Regions from separate parts of the Pan troglodytes genome. Here regions 1 and 2 are each linked to region 3. Evidence: chromatin contacts called from public Hi-C and HiChIP or PLAC-seq data. All regions are on one chromosome and are shown on one strand. The core of a region is the stretch at or near the end of the contact, and the rest is flanking DNA. Distances in the headings are between cores, read along the strand shown. Region 1 holds the start of PPFIA4 (PTPRF interacting protein alpha 4). Region 2 holds the start of OPTC (opticin). Region 3 holds the start of CHIT1 (chitinase 1).

Region 1 (2,935 bases), core at 32-2,531, 250 kb before region 3:
ACCCTCACACAGTTGAAAATCTGCTATGACTTTTGACTGCCCCAAAACTTAATAGCCTACTGTTGACTGGAAGCCTTATTGATAACATAAACAGTTGATTAATGTGTATTTTGTATATGTAGTATATACCTTATTATAATAAAATAAGCTCGAGAAAAGAAAATGTTATTAAGAAAATCAAAGAAGAGAAAATACATTTACTGTTCATTAAGTGGGTCATCATGTTGAGCAGGCTGACGAGTAAGAAGAGGAGGGGTAGTCTTGCTGTCTCAGGGGTGGCGGGGAAGGAAGAAAATCTGCATGCAAGTGGCCCTGTGCAGTTGAAGGCCCTGTTGTTCAAGGGTCACAGATTTAGCTTCACTTACCCACCCCTCAGATCAGAATTACTCAGATTTCCCTGTCTTCAAAGAGATGCAAGGAAATTATGCCAAATGGTGAATATATTGGGTGGAAGATAAATGAGAGAAGGTTGTATGTGTCACTGATCTCAACTATAGCATTTGCTGCTGATATAGAACATGCTGTGTATATATCTATAAATACACACATGAACACATTGCATGTATATAAAAATTGTTCACACTTTTAGTGGTGCTTACTGGGTATTGGTAAAGGATTGAGTAGGCACTGTGATGAAACTTCACAAAGCAGATGGAAAAGATGCATTAATAGCCACAGGGGGCAGGGTAAGGGAGCAATTCAGGAAAATGGAGAGGCTTAGCTAAAATTTGTCAGTCAGGAATTTTGGCATTTGAGACTTGTTTTCATACTATGTATATGTCATAGACAAACCCTTCATTTTGTAGTAACAGTGTTAGAACAGCCAGGTGCCTGAAGGCAAGCGACACAATTCACTGAAGAGCATACTACAGATGTAGTATCCGGATATCAAGTTTCCCCACTTAAAAAATGGGTGCGATCAAAGGAAAAGCAAGGAACGGGCAGGAGAGCAAGCGTGAAAGGTGACAAACTTGACAATTACAAGGCCGAGACTAAGGCCAATTTAGGGAACGGGCTGTTAGACTAGGAACAAGGGCGAGTTCAGAGGGAGGGGCAGAATGTGGGCAGCACTCCTGGGCCCTGAGACCCTTCTGCGGAATAAAACTCTGGCACTTCGCCACCTCCTAGGCTGAACCAAGATGGCGCGCGGCCTCAAAGCGGCGCTCTCGTCACGTGCCCGGACCCGAGGCGCTTGGGGGCGGGAGGCGTGGCCTCGGTCGCGGCAGCCCAGCCCCGCCTAGGGGGCGGAGCCGGGGAGGTTGTCCGCGGAGGAAGGGGGCGGGGCCCCGCGGCCGCGCGCTTGGGCGGCGGAGGCTGCAGCTACCTCGGCGCCGGCTCGGCTCTAGGACGTGTCGGGCTGCCCGGGTCGGGGGCGGCTCCCTGCTGCTTCCGAGCCTAGCCGCCTGGCCTTCGGCATTTGCAGGCAGGTGAGCGCCCAGAGCCTGGACTGGGGTAGGATGCGTCTTTTCCCCATCTCCAGCTCCCCTCGACAGTTTGGGGAGGGGTCTCGTCTATCGCACCTCGGGAAACAGCCCTTTTTGACTCCGTATGTGCTATCTCCGGCAGGCGTCGGTACTGCTTCCCCTGCCGCCCCTCGCCGGCCTTTGCGGTGCCCTGTGCCCTTGGGGGTGAGGATAGGGGCGATGCCCGATCTGCGGGGAGGGCGTGGAGTGCGCCCTCTGCTCCATCGGCTTCAGGGGAGGGGGCCGAGTTGGCGAGTCTCCCGGTGGGAACGGAGCAGACTGCGCCCCCATTTCCCCTCCAGGAGAGTCAGAAAAAGCGCCTCTCGGCTCCGGGGCCAACCCCACTCCTTTGGGGACGCGATTCTGATGGGCTGAGGTCTTCGCTCTTCGCGGGGGTCTTAATCTTTCCCGAGTTGCTCATAGCACCCCTGTTCCTGTCGCTAGCTCTCCATTCCTCGAACTGCCAGCCTCAGTCTGTGCCAGAGATGCCCCCATCTCCGCAGTGCCAGGGCGGTGGGGTGGAAGGAGCGGCCAACCCGAGGCCTGGTGGGGGTGGGGACAGGGGTGGGCGCAACAGGAAAAGAGGGCTGGAATAGAGATGCCTGAACTGGGAGGGTGGGAGTGGGGCGCTGACTCACGTCCACGCAGTAGGGATGTTTTCCAGCGCAGATTTTGAGGTTTTGATGGTAGGTGGGAAGAGAGAGGTCGGGCTGGAGGACTTGGAGACATGGTGTAGGTGGTTTTCTTCGAGAAGGAGGAGGGATCCAGGACAAGGTGCCGCTAGGAGCTGATGTCACCTTTGAGGAGAGGTGTGCTGGTAGTTTCCATCAGAAGAGCAGGAGAGTTGGGGCCGTTCTGTGTGGAGAGCAAGTGGTTAAGGAGGCGCTGCTTCGCAGGGAGATCCCCTCCTGGTGTGAGCTTAAGGGTCCCCTCCAGGAGCCAGGTTTCAGGGATTTCCCATAGTCCTTTCCAGAGTTCTTGGATCTGGTACCTAGTACTTTGCTCAACATCCAGCAAACATTTGTTGGACACCTACTATCTGCCAGATACTATGCTCGGTGCTAGGTCTTCTGAAGGCAATTTACAGCTGCGGAGTAGCTGAAAGGTACACATAGGAGGCACACATAGCAGGTATTCTGTTAACACCCTTCTCACCCCCCATCCCCATTCTGTTACATTGCTGTTGGATTAGAAAAAGAAAGAACTGTGTCCACGTGCTTTCAAACAGCTGTCTGAATTAGACTCCAACCTACACACCCCCTACCACTATTAACTGGCCAGGTAGTCCCAGGGAAGCTGCCTAAGCAAAAGGGCAGCTTGAATGATTTCCCTTGGTTATTTTCTCAGATTTTGTCCTGAGGCTTGAGGAGGCTTCGTGGGGTAAACGGTATCTCAAAGTAAGGAGATAATGAATGACAAAATGGTTATTGGGGGCCAAGAATGTCCTAGACTCTGTGTAGTGGGAGACGCCA
Region 2 (2,985 bases), core at 410-2,909, 220 kb after region 3:
GATCCAGGGCTATCTTTCCCTCCACCCAGCAGAGCCTCTGATGGTGTCTTTTCCCAGGTGGGGGGCTGCCAGGGGTACAAGAACATGCTCTTCTCTGGTGACCAGGCTCTTGGGCTGAGGGACGCCCCCTCTCGCACCAGCTCGTGCCCAGGAACACAGCAAGCCAAATGCTGCCCTCGAGGGCCAGGCTATTAGATCTGCCTCTTCACCTGGTGTGCCAGGGCAGAGATGAGTTCTGCCAAGCCATCTGCTCTGAAGGCCTGGAAACACATGGATTCAGGACTCCTGGGGAAGAAGGTGGAAATGGGGAGGGTCATATGAACTAAAGAAAACTCTCTAACCCGAGAGTCAAAAAATCTAGGCATTGGCCCTGGCTCTGTGTGACCTAGGGCAAGTCACGTCACCTCTTTGGGCCTCACTCTCCTCATCTATACCACAAGGACTTGGACTAGATCTTTAGGGGGTCTCACAGCTTGAATTCAGTATCTGGTTGGTGGAAAGGAGTAGGGAACAAGGAGAGTCACTGAGAAACCTGGGTGGGCGCCGGGGCACAGGCTGGCAGAAGCTGGGGAAGACTCCTTAGCCACCCCACCTCTGCCTTCAGCAAGAACTTGCTCGGCAGCCTGCTCGAGGCACCAAGGAAAGGGGAGTGTTTCCAGATGAATGCCGTTGGCCCTCTGTATCTGTGGGTTCCACATCCGTGGATTCAACCAACCACAGATTGAAAATATTCAGAAAAAAAAAAAAATTCACAACGTTCCAAAAAGGAAAACTTGAATTTGCTGTGTGCCAGTACTATGTGGAATCCATGTGAATGGAGTGAGGTGTAAGCATTGTGTTTGGTGTTATAGGTAATCTAGAGATGATTTGAAGTACACAGGAGGATGTGCGTAGGTTATATGCAAACTCACCATTTTATATAAAAGACCTCAGCATATGTGGATTTGGTATCCACTGGACGTGCAGAACCAATCCCCCATGGTTACTGAGGGACGACTGTACATCTCTGAGGGTGCGGGAGAGGATACTTCCCAGGCCCCCGAGACCCTACACAATGTCTACTGGTGTTTATGATCCTTTCTAGGGCCCACCTCCCAATTTCCATTTGGTTTCCTCCTAGCAGATTTAGAGAATTTCCCGTATCCTCATGATCATCATCTGTGAACTTGAAGTTGGCTTTCAAATCCGATCTCATCCCCCATACACCTTCTCTTTGAACTACCTAGGCCTGCAGCTCCTGTCTCTGGTGATTTTATTCAATTATGGTCTCTGTGCTGGTGCTCTAGGTGAGGGTGAAGTGCCTCATTTCCACCTCTTTTTATCTTTGGATTCTGGCTATGAAGCTGAAGCCTTGTCACTCTCTGGCTGGAGAAAGAAGCTGCAAAGACAAGCTCTATCTCTCCATATCCCCCCACTCCAGCCTTCTCTGAGGACTCAGAATCTGAGGGATGGGGCCCCTTCCTTGCAGGCGATGGCACTGCCTGTTCCTCAAAGATGTGGCCTTATCAGGAGAGTGGACAAGGAAAAGAAAGAAGGAGCTGACAGAGTAAGAGGAGAGAGAGCAGGAGCTGGAGGTGGGGGGGTGAAGCGGAAGGTGGGGGGAGAATTCTCTTTTGTCAAACACAGGAATGGGGCAGAGGACCCCCTGAGGAAAGAGGAGGGGAAACAGCTGGACATCAGAAGGAATGAGAAGTCTGATTGGTCGCAGGCCTGGCCAACTCCTTGCCCTCCCCCGGGCACCACTGTCTAACCCAAGCCCCAGTTCAGACAGCCTCCACCAGAGTCCCCACCTTTCTGGAAGCTGCAGGGCTCTCCATCCAGGATCCAGAAGCATTGAAGGGGTAAGGCTCAAGGTTGAGGCCTCTGGCCATCGGTGTGCAAATGAGGGCAAAGTGTTTGGCTGGGGCAGGGATTGGGAAGGGAAAATGAAGAGAGTTTAGGCCTCTGGCCAAAGAAGTTGGACAAGACTTTTGGGTGGGCACTAAACTGTCTTAGAAATTTTTTTTTTGAGATTATGTAATTCGTTTGGGGTGAGGTATGGGAGGTAAGGTGAAGAAACACCTCTTGCTACTGCTAGAGGCTTGCCCCCTTGCCCAGCTAAAATTAAGAAAGGGTGGGGAGGTTAACTGGGCATGGTAACACACGCCTGTAGTCCCAGCTACTTGGGAGGCTGAGGCAGGAGGACTGCCTGAGCCCAGGAGGTTAAGGCTTCAGTGAGCTGAGATCATGCCATAACACTCCAGGCTGGGCAACAGAGTGACACCGTCTTAAAAATAGAAAATAAAATAAAAATTAAAAGATAAAAAAAATTTTAAAAGAAAGAAAGGGGGAGAGTCTACTAGAAACTTGTGCAGCTAGCTTTGGGGAGGGCTGTGTTAAGCCTACACTGGGTATGACTGTTGTATACACTTATGCCTGGATACAACACCACACCACATGCATTTCCTGACCCGTCTATACATATACGAACTACATGAACATTTGTACTCACATGCATATCACATACATACGCAGGCATCTGTGTGCACACACACACAAATATACACAGGTATCTAAGGAAATTTCCAGATGCGTACACACTCATGCAATCACACACAAAGAACTCTTGTATCTGTAATAATCTGTTTCTAAAAAGCTGCATTTAGAAGTATATTTCATAAACTAACATTCTTTTTTACATTGTATGTTTCATTGTAAGTCCATGTCTCCTAAAGAGACTAGGTGCTCCTAGGAAGGGCTGTGCCTCATTCATTCTGTACCCACAGAGACAAGTCCTGTGCCTGGAACTCAATAGACACCCATAAATGTTTGTTGAGCAAATGCATGAATGGATGATCTTTATAAAAAACCACAAGAGTCAACTGGGCGCGGTGGCTCACACCTGTAATTCCAGCACTTTGGGAAGCCAGGGTGGGTGGATCACCTAAGGTCAGGAGTTCAAGACCAGCCTGGCCAATATGGTGAAACCCCTTCTCTACTAAAAAT
Region 3 (2,961 bases), core at 181-2,680:
GTGTGACTTCTTGGTAGTCTCATCTGGTCTGTCTCCCCCAGGAGTGGGAGCTCCCCGAGGGGAGGGCTGTTGCAGGCCCCTTCAGGACCTCAGTTCCTGCAGTGGTCCCCCAATTACACTTCCTCACTAAGTGTCTGAGGGAGCATTTGCCCAGCATCGCGATTCCTTTAGCCCAGAGCCCTCCCTGAGCAGGCCCAGGATATAGAAATGGTCCAGCGTTGGCCTTTGACCCGGGAGAACAGGGTGAAGGGGACACCCAGTTGCGGACTCCTGCGGGGGTCTGGGTGGGCCCAGTGACGTCAGTTCTAGTTCTCCAGTGAAGGAGACCAATTCCAGGACTGCCCCCAACTTGCTGTGTGATCCTGGGACATTTGCTTAAACTCTCTGAGCCTCATCTTTCCTTTCACACGACAGGGAGACGATCCTGCCTTTGGGAGAATGACTTGAAGTAAATCACTCTTAATCCCTAGACGGAAAGGAGGGAGCGGGAGAATTTCTGCCATCCCACGGGACTCAGCGCAGAGGAGGCGGCTCCCCCAGCTTATTAACCACAGACCAGGTGTGCACGCCCAAGCTCACCGGCAGAGGGCGCCAGGCCTCCGCTTGGTGCTCGAGCCTCGAGGCCCAGAAAAGGTAACCTGGTCCCCAGAGGTCTGAAATCGCTGATTGTGTTTATTCAAAGCCAGTCACCATTGCTCACCCGTCTGACTTACTCTGGGTGTGTGTGGACGGGCGTGCATGTGACCGCGTCTGTGCACCGGGGCTGTGCTGTGGGCTTTGTGCTGAGCCAAAGGTGGGGCTTCTCCTGTCCGCCCGGTCCTGGACTCCCGGCAGCGGCCGGCAGGGGCAGTGCTGATGCTGTAGGAGGGTCAGGAGCCACTGCCTCGTGCTCAGCCCCACGGGAGCCACTCTGTGTGCCCTGCAGCGGGGAGGACCCACAGGGTAGACCGCCTCCTTGGCCGGTGACCCCTGCAACAGAGCCGTCTCTCCGGTGCTCCTGCTCGCCAAGTCAGTGTGAGGCCCGGACAGAGGAAGCCCTGTTTGCTTCTCTGTTCAGAGGAAAGGGGCCAGGGGATTGTAAAATAGGCCTTAGGTTATTGGACAAGAAGACAAAACCAAACCAAACCAAAAGCCTGGTGAGATCACGGTCTCACCCAGACGCAAGTGATTGCTGAGGTCAAATCAGCCAGCCTGGGCTCTGATAACTGCCGGGCCAGGTGGAGCCCGTGCACAGGGGAAGGGGGTTAGCATGGCCTCTGCCTGGGGCTCCCAGCCTGAGGAGGCAATGCATCCTTACCCCAAGAGACCACTGTCTGCAGGACGATACTCCCCAGGATAGTCAGGCTGGTCTGGGAGGCAGCCTGTGGCCACACAGGGTGGAGAAGGCGAACTCAAACTGTGAAGCAGACAGGGCTCGCGGAGGCCCCTCCCATCTGCCCCGCCAGCATCCCCTTTTTGCTTCCGCACTTCCCAGAATCACCCTTTTCATAGACACTTACCGAAGGGCCACCATGTGATCATCCTTCCCAGGCTGAGGGTACAGACAGGAGCTGGCAGAGCAGGGAGGGTGCTGGGCAACCACCACAGGGTCAGGAGCCCTGGGGAAGTCTCCTGATGGTGGTAGGTGGCTGGGGGTGGGGTGGGGGTAGAGGGCTGCCAACAAAAGCTTCCAAGACCCTGAAGGAGGCAAGGCACGCTGAGTTTTAAGGAGCCAGAGGCATCATCTTATCGGGTGACAGGAGTGAGGCCCCACTGCAATGCCTGCCGTGGAGGGGCCAGTGGGCTAGGCAGGCACACACAGCAGCTGTGATAACTTTGGGCAGACCATAAGGCAGTTTACGGTTTGCTGAGTCATTTTACAAATCTTTATTCTGTGAGGTTGGTAGAAAAATGAAGCTCAGAGAGGTTAGGTAACTTGTCCCAGGACACAGAGTCAGGACTTGGGCCTGTATATCCCAAGCTCTAGCCTGAACTGGCTCCTTAGGTAGCCTCTGCCCCTCCCACTACCCCAACTCCCTGAAGCAGAACCTTGGTTAGAGCGGCAGGGCCCGTCTTGTTTTGACAGGTCTAGAACTTGTCTTTGTTTTATTTTTCAGGACACTAGAACTGGTTAACATCTACAGGCCTGGCTCACCCAACCAAACATACAGGAGGTGGGTGGATGGATAAACAATGCCACTGTGACCGCTTACAATGAGCGCCAGTTCGTTTAGAAGGCTGGTGTCAGAAATTGGCTCAAGTCATTCATTCCCTCCTGGTGATGCCGGGCAAATGCAGAACCAGGGCAAATGCAGAACCAGAGCAAATGGAGCCAGCCTTTCTCGAAGGATTTCTCAGTCTGTCAGACTGGGCTACAGAAATGTGTGACGTGCCGGGAAGTGTCAGGGAAAGTGTGGCTCAGGAGTGACCTGGGTTGTAATCTTAGCTCTACCAGTTCTTAACAACATGTCCTTGGCAGGTTGCTTAAGCCTTGGTCTGTTGTTCATCTGATACATGGAGATGATCATAGAACAACCCAGAGAGTTGCTGGGAGGAGCATACAGATGATGTGCTGTGCAATGACTAGGTCCAGGCAGATGCAACATAAACAGTAGCTCTTGCTATTACTGGACAGCTGGGTGACTTCCCTGTCTACAGAAGGTGTATTTACAATGGCCACTGTCTGCAAGCTGTTCTTCTTCACCCCGGTCAGCCCTGGGTCCTCTTACAAGCCCTTGCTATTCCTCGAGCCCTTCTCTTATCACAGTGTCTCTCCAGTCAGGCAGGTGTCAAATAATTCATTGGGCTACAATTTGATTTAGTGACATTCTTTTTTCTTTCCTTTTTTTTTTTTTTGAAACAGAGTCTAGCTCTGTTGCCCAGGCTGGAGTGCAGTGGCATGATCTTGACTCACTGCAACCTCTGCCTCCTGAGACAATAGGCACACACCATCATTCCTGGCTAATTTTTGTATTTTTTGTA

What was found. Hi-C and Micro-C count contacts between places; a contact is called where the count stands out from the background. HiChIP or PLAC-seq counts read pairs in DNA pulled down with a chosen protein or histone mark.
Region 1: a contact with region 3 is called in an H3K4me3 HiChIP or PLAC-seq map of stem cell-derived excitatory neurons, with 7 times the contacts expected there. The contact joins the promoter of PPFIA4 here to the promoter of CHIT1 in region 3. A contact is called at or near these places in 3 of 7 Hi-C or Micro-C datasets (induced pluripotent stem cells and stem cell-derived neural progenitor cells), 1 of 1 datasets of contacts at active chromatin or transcription factors (stem cell-derived excitatory neurons) and 1 of 1 other capture datasets (stem cell-derived neural stem cells).
Region 2: a Hi-C map of stem cell-derived neural progenitor cells shows a contact between it and region 3, with 5 times the contacts expected there. The contact joins the promoter of OPTC here to the promoter of CHIT1 in region 3. A contact is called at or near these places in 3 of 7 Hi-C or Micro-C datasets (blood, induced pluripotent stem cells and stem cell-derived neural progenitor cells) and 1 of 1 other capture datasets (stem cell-derived neural stem cells).

Annotation. Positions count from the first base shown.
Region 1 is chr1:46,068,057-46,070,991 of NHGRI_mPanTro3-v2.0_pri, reverse strand. It overlaps PPFIA4 (PTPRF interacting protein alpha 4), which reads left to right and starts at 1,281. Exons shown (of 29, transcript XM_016936176.4): 1 at 1,281-1,427.
Region 2 is chr1:45,599,802-45,602,786 of NHGRI_mPanTro3-v2.0_pri, reverse strand. OPTC (opticin) reads left to right here and starts at 1,659. Exons shown (of 8, transcript XM_016936307.4): 1 at 1,659-1,841.
Region 3 is chr1:45,820,562-45,823,522 of NHGRI_mPanTro3-v2.0_pri, reverse strand. It overlaps CHIT1 (chitinase 1), which reads right to left and starts at 1,430. Exons shown (of 14, transcript XM_063793548.1): 1 at 1,298-1,430; 2 at 714-919.